Linked DNA regions of Siniperca chuatsi: region 1 is linked to region 2. Evidence: chromatin contacts called from public Hi-C data. All regions are on one chromosome and are shown on one strand. The core of a region is the stretch at or near the end of the contact, and the rest is flanking DNA. Distances in the headings are between cores, read along the strand shown. Region 1 overlaps ttc7a (tetratricopeptide repeat protein 7A). Region 2 holds the start of calm2a (calmodulin 2a (phosphorylase kinase, delta)).

The links. Hi-C and Micro-C count contacts between places; a contact is called where the count stands out from the background.
Region 1: a Hi-C map of liver shows a contact between it and region 2, with 4 times the contacts expected there. The contact joins the enhancer-like site here to the promoter of calm2a in region 2. A contact is called at or near these places in 3 of 3 Hi-C or Micro-C datasets (liver, skeletal muscle and an unstated tissue).

The regions. Positions count from the first base shown.
Region 1 is chrLG11:6,354,126-6,357,185 of ASM2008510v1, forward strand. The region is part of intron 16 of ttc7a (tetratricopeptide repeat protein 7A); the gene reads right to left. Among protein-coding and RNA genes, the nearest start is that of LOC122884957, 11 kb to the right of the region's middle. Within about 2 kb of position 1,731, the one cell type or tissue checked has an H3K27ac peak away from gene starts, as active enhancers do. A contact at or near this core is called in liver, where this site is marked.
Region 2 is chrLG11:6,307,741-6,310,925 of ASM2008510v1, forward strand. It overlaps calm2a (calmodulin 2a (phosphorylase kinase, delta)), which reads left to right and starts at 1,677. Exons shown (of 6, transcript XM_044215507.1): 1 at 1,677-1,804; 2 at 2,839-2,869. The coding sequence starts at 1,802.

The sequences.
Region 1 (3,060 bases), core at 481-2,980, 46 kb after region 2:
CAAGCTCCCCAAAACAAATGTATTGATTTGAGAAAAAATGCATACCTTTTCTCATTTAAAAAATGCATATCACATATGTCCTGTATTGTCTTCAATCCTTTCTTTAAGACATGAAGTGTTTTTTACGTGAATAGTACATTGTCTTGGGTCTTATTTTGTATCACATGATCTCCTATTTGTATGTGGAGCTCTCATTTCTTATCTGTATATACAGGCTGTTTTTTATTCCCATGGATGCTTGCCTGACGAAAGGCCTTGCAGGTCAAAACATTGCATCAACTTCCAAATTTAACACAACTGGAGTTAGATCTGCACACTATCAACTTTCTTCACTTTAAAAGCCTGCCAAGAAAGGGAGGGATTATTCCCTTTAAGCCACTGGAAGACTCTTAATGTGAAACATTTGTGCAGGAAGTGTTGACTTTCACTGACAGTAGCCTGCCCTTATTCTCATAGCAAGTGAGGCCACTATTTGAGAATTTACACCTGCAGTTAAGTCACATATTTACATCACCTTGAGTCTTCACAAAATGATTTCACTGTATACATCAGAGAAAGTAATATCAAACTGATCAAAGTCATCCAAGGATAGAGTATTTTCTACCTTGTTATTCACCACTCGATCACAGCCAGTGTTTCCCACGGAGCGCCAGAAAAGATAGATTTCATCAAGATTACAGCACTCAAAACTACACATCAGATTACAAAGGCTGTCATTTCCAGCCTCCTGGGAAAGAGCCTGGTGTGTGCAGAGCGTAGTGTTTGAGGACTGATGGCAGCGAGCAGTGTAGCTCAGTGTAAACGCAGTGGCCAGCTAAGAGCGGTGAGTGTCAGCGTAAACGCCATATAAAAATAGCTAATAATGTTCCCTTGAAAAAGTGGTACAGCTACAGTATTACTCATTCTGCACTCCCACAGATCAGAGTGTGTATTCTCTCCAGGCACATGGGCGCATGCAGACACACAAGTGCACATACACATCATACTCAAGTACATATACATATATATATATATATATATATATATATATATATATATGTACACAGTACATGCATAGAGATTAACACAAACCAACCTGTGCAGACATTGCTTGCTTTGTGTAGCAAAGCATAAGCCAGGCATGCATGTGCACGCTAATACACACTCATACAGATGCACACACATGCACAAACACACTTGTTCATGCTGCAACATCCCGTTAGATGAATGCAGAATCAAAGGCTGGGATTAATCATTCTCTTTAGTACAAACTGTGAGACCACGATTACTCTCTCGCTCTCTCCCTCTCCCTCTCTCTCTCACACACACAACCCTCCCCCTCCCTCGCCTCATCTCTCTCAATCTGTAGCAGAATCCCATTTCACATCGAAATGCATGCCTGTTTACTGGGTGATTAAAATTTCAAAGAAAGGGGAGAAATGGAGACGGGAGAGATAAAAAAAGATGAGAGGCAAGGAAAGAAAGAGAGGGTGGGAAAGAAAGAAAGAAAGAAAGAGAGAGAGAGGAAGACATGGAGAAAGAGAGAGAATGACAGAAGCCGGGGGTAGAAGATGTGGGAGAAAGGAGGAATTCAGTGTGCTACAGCGAGCTGACAGTTTGCTGTGGTGCAGAGAGGCAGTGGCTAACAAGAATCACACACATGCATGCACATAAACACACACACACACACACACACACACACACACACACACACACACACACACACACACACACACACACACACACACACACAGTGACACACAAACATGCATGTGCCAGATTACGATCTTGTACACCCATATCCCCCCACCCCAACAACACACAAATACACACACACGACTGTCGCGGCATGCCCAGCACCACGCACGATACGAGCTTTGATCTCTGATGTTCGCTCACAGATTTAAAGCAAATGATATTCAATGAGCTTGTTACTGAGAAAACCCCTCCTTTCACTATCTCTCTCTCTCTCTCTCTCTCTCTCCCATCTATCTCTCAGCCTCGATCTCTCTTCTCTGACTCTGAGGTCTGCAGCTCGGCCTCAGCCTGACAGGTCCCAAGGGTATTGGATTCATTTTCATGTGCATATTGCAGGCTTAGATACTCTTGATAAATTAAATGTTACCATCAAGTACTACTGTCACTTTAGCGGGTTCAATGATACATTGTTTGCAGTGCATACTGATAATCTTGTCCTTTTCTCACTTGGAACATTCTCTGTCTGCATTTAAACAAACATTTATTTACAGGTGTCTTTTGGAGATCATCGCGTAGTTGTTTTATTCCATCCTTCTGTACGGATCTTGGGTATAACGTTAACACTTCTGTTTCAAACTTGCCTCCCTACAGAAAGTTGGATCAAATAATGAGCTTATAAGCTTCTTTGACACGCAGGGTCACACAACACGTTGTAGCGTTTCGGGAGATGTGTGCGTGTTGGGTCCTCTGCAAGCCACTGCAACATGGTTAGATAACACAGAAAAGTAATTCCCACAAACACACCACTCCACATCAAACCAACAGGTCACAACTTGCTAGCTAGCTAACAATGTTGACTATCATGAAGAGCATAAAGATTTTTATCAATACCCAATTTGTCAGTTTTTCACTGTTCTTTAAGTAACTAGCCAGTTGGCAAATATTTGAGGAATGTTTGTGAACTATTTGTTCTTCTCACATCAAGGCAAAGTTGTGGTTCAGGGTTTATAAAAGCTGCATTAATTGCTAATGGCTAATGTGTTTGCATTAACATTTGCCTATTTACACAAACAGCAGACGAGGAGCAACATTAGCATTAGCAGTTGTGCCTCTGGTCACCTGAGTGGTTTAGCCCTGCTTGGGTGTCCACCAACTCCTAAGGGAAATATCTGGCTCTTTTACGACTGAGTTTAGAGTATGCTAGCAATTTATCAGTGGGGAGACGTTTGCTAACATTGATTAAGTTTCCATATTATATACTATATTATATAATGTTTCACAGTTAGTTACTCAATCATTTTGGACAGATTGATAAAGCAGCAGACTACACTGCTACACTCAAACGAGTACTCTTACTCTGAGAGAGAGATTGAAGGATGAAAA
Region 2 (3,185 bases), core at 427-2,926:
GAATCATTGTTTTATTGGAGCAATTCATCATGGTTGTTCCATGATAGTGTCTAAAACGTGTGAACACCAGAAGAAATACAGTTAAGTGTTCATGGCAACTGCATATTAGTATCTAAGTTCACATTTTATAGTGTTTGCCAAGTATTTTAGGAGAGGCAAAAGGTGATACACCTCCACATACAGTCGTTTACACATGCTCCAGCTTATCTGGTTCTTGTGACAGGCCTTTGTGCCGTCACCTTTGGCATTACATAATTCACAGTAACAAAAACCCTGTAGCAAAAAAAAAAAAAAAAGAACAAAAAAACAAAAACAAACAAAAAACAGATTTAAATGAAAAGAATCCAATGTGCTCCAGATTAGGTAGGTTTGGGGAAAAGCCTGGCTGATTCTAAAGCTGCTCAGCAGATCACATGGCACAGGCAGCATCACCTCTGTAAACAGTGCAGATGGAGGTGGGAACCACTTTGGATCCTCATTTCTTACATCTACGTGTGAGATATTGAGCTATCCACAATTCCTGCTCTCTACTTTTAGTGTGACATCCGTGTCTAATAATAAGAGAGGCAGTAGAATTGGGAGGAAGGGGGGCTGTTTTGGGACATGGAGATTCTAGTTCATTCTCTGAGTGGTTCTTCAAATCTTTCTCCTCGCAAGTCCCTGTCCACCCTCCTCCACCTCCTCCTCAGCATCTCCCATGGGATCAGGCCAGAGACAGGTGGTCAATGGGAGACAGGAGAGCGGTCAGGCATAAGCAATCAGGCTATCAGATACTCCGATCCACACCAGCAGCACAATTAGACCTGAGAATCCACAGTCATCTGACAGCAATGCCTGCTACAGACCCAGTCACATATCACACAAGTGTGCACACACACTCACACACATGCACAAACTATTACCTATTACAAACTATTACACCCAAACACTTCAGCCCTGACACTGCATCTCATTATGCATAACATTTTAAGTGATGACTTGCACAGCAGACAGGAGAAACTTTACTCAAGACCCACACTGAGCTCTATCACTGCCTGTGATAACCTTTTAACAGCAATTTAAAAACAACATCAAAAAAATAAAAGCATGGATATCAATATGCTAATGAAAACACGATGTAATCAGAAATGAAAAACTGCAGCAATAGGAAATACAGAAACTCATGTTAGCTCAAACGGGGTCAGTAATTCGCCAGTTACAAGTAGCAAACTATGCTCCTGGTAGCTAATTACTTATCAAAACTATCTTATTGGGTCTCCCTAAAAATGATGCCCATATGTATACACACTATGCAACAAGCTTGTCTGCTGTGCCTGTGGCACTGACTGGGATGTCTATGGACAAGACGCAGCGGCAGCGCAGACCATGGGAGTGACGCATTGCAGGTACAAACACACCAATCAGAGAGCGCGATTTCTTTCAGCGCCGTCTTGTGCCCCATCACAGAGTAGCAGAAAGTATTCATACGCGGTTATGTAGATCACCAGCGATACGCAATATAACTTCTAATATCGACGATGAAAACTTCACGGTAGTCGTACATGGGTATTGGAATTGTTTCTTGATTTTCTTGTTTAGCTAATAATTTCTACAAATGTCTTTTTAATTAATTTAGTAACTGAGGGAAAGGGAAGTTGGCGGAGTGATATTGAAAAGAGGTGGAGTTTAGGATAACCGTTAAAGGCGAGTCCAGTTGCCTCTTTCTCAGTATGATCATAGAGATTGTTATTCGCTGAGGCTTTGTGTTGGCTTTGGTTTGTTACGGATTTTGTCGTGAACCAGCCGCTGCATCTACATCCAAATGGTAAGAAAAAGAGGATTATATTTTCTCTCCAGTCTAGAATCGGTTGACAGTCACAGCAGTAGTGATTAATTTTGTTTTTGGTTTTTAAATGTGCGAAATTAATGTCAATAAAACGTAACGTCACCGGTGGCTAAGCTGAAGCCAACCTTAACTGTACGCTGTAACTAACAGCTACCGCAGTGCTGGACGAATAAATGACAGCTTGCTAGTTCCTAGGTAATGCTAGCTTGTTAAACAAAGCTAACCTTAACTAAAGCTGCGTTGGTCTGGATAAAATCAGTAACACCCGTGTGCCTAACGTTAGCGTAGTTAATGTTACACTTGAAACAATGCATCGGGGTTTCTTTCCCCAAAAATATTGCTTTTATGCAAGCCCAACAGCATTCTAACATTAGCTAATGTTTGGTTCGCTAAATTGAGATGGTGGCCGAACATTTGTCCGTTTTGTCAAATACTTGTCCCACTTAGTGATAGGCGCTGATTGAGAAGTAGTGTTATGACTACTTTCCAACAGACGTCTTGCTTGTGACGACTGCTGTATTAGTCAGTCATTCATTGTGCTAAAAGTGTGCAACGCTGCAGTGCGTCTAAGGACTGAAACTGTGAGCCGGCCGGCACATTACGGTAGCTAGCTAACTTCCTAGCTAACATTTACCGCCAAATTGTAAGTCAGTCATTGTCTGTGGGAAAGTTGGCGTCATCGAACATTCAAATGTAGGCAGATCTAACGTTTTAAGGGCACGTGTGGTCTTACATTCTTTCAGGGTTTCTACTTTCTCCCAAGTTCAGTAACAAGATGGTTAGCTAACTAGAACGAAAATGCGTCTGTTTTGAGGAGTTGTAACGTTACAGCTGCTGTCATAGCTATTACAGCCTTCAGAGTAACTGCTAATCACTAACTGTAGAAAGATGTGTTTGCAGCATTTTAAATAAATGGGGCAGCCTTAACTGTGGGGCCAAAGGAAAAGTTAATTTAATTTTGGCTATATTTGCTATTTGACATGCTATTAATTGCTTCATCTTGTGTTTTACAGGCTGATCAGCTTACAGAAGAGCAAATTGCCGGTAAGACATCGCTGCATTGATCTACTACTTTCCTCATATCCTGCAAAGTGGCCTGCGTTATGGATCCTTGCATTCCTTGCAGTGGATTTATACTTTTGCCTTTTAAGGCATTCCACAGGGCAGCCTACTGGTCATAAAACAGGAATGAATGAAATGGCTGTTGCTTGCTGGCTCTGGAGTGCAGAAGGGCTCCCTCATGGAAAACTTTGCATTTTCATGGTTGCCATGTAATAAATGATGTAATCTGGAAGGGCTGTGTATTCTGGTGAGGTGTTGGCAGTCACCTTTTGATATGCTGTGCATGATGTGTCCTTTG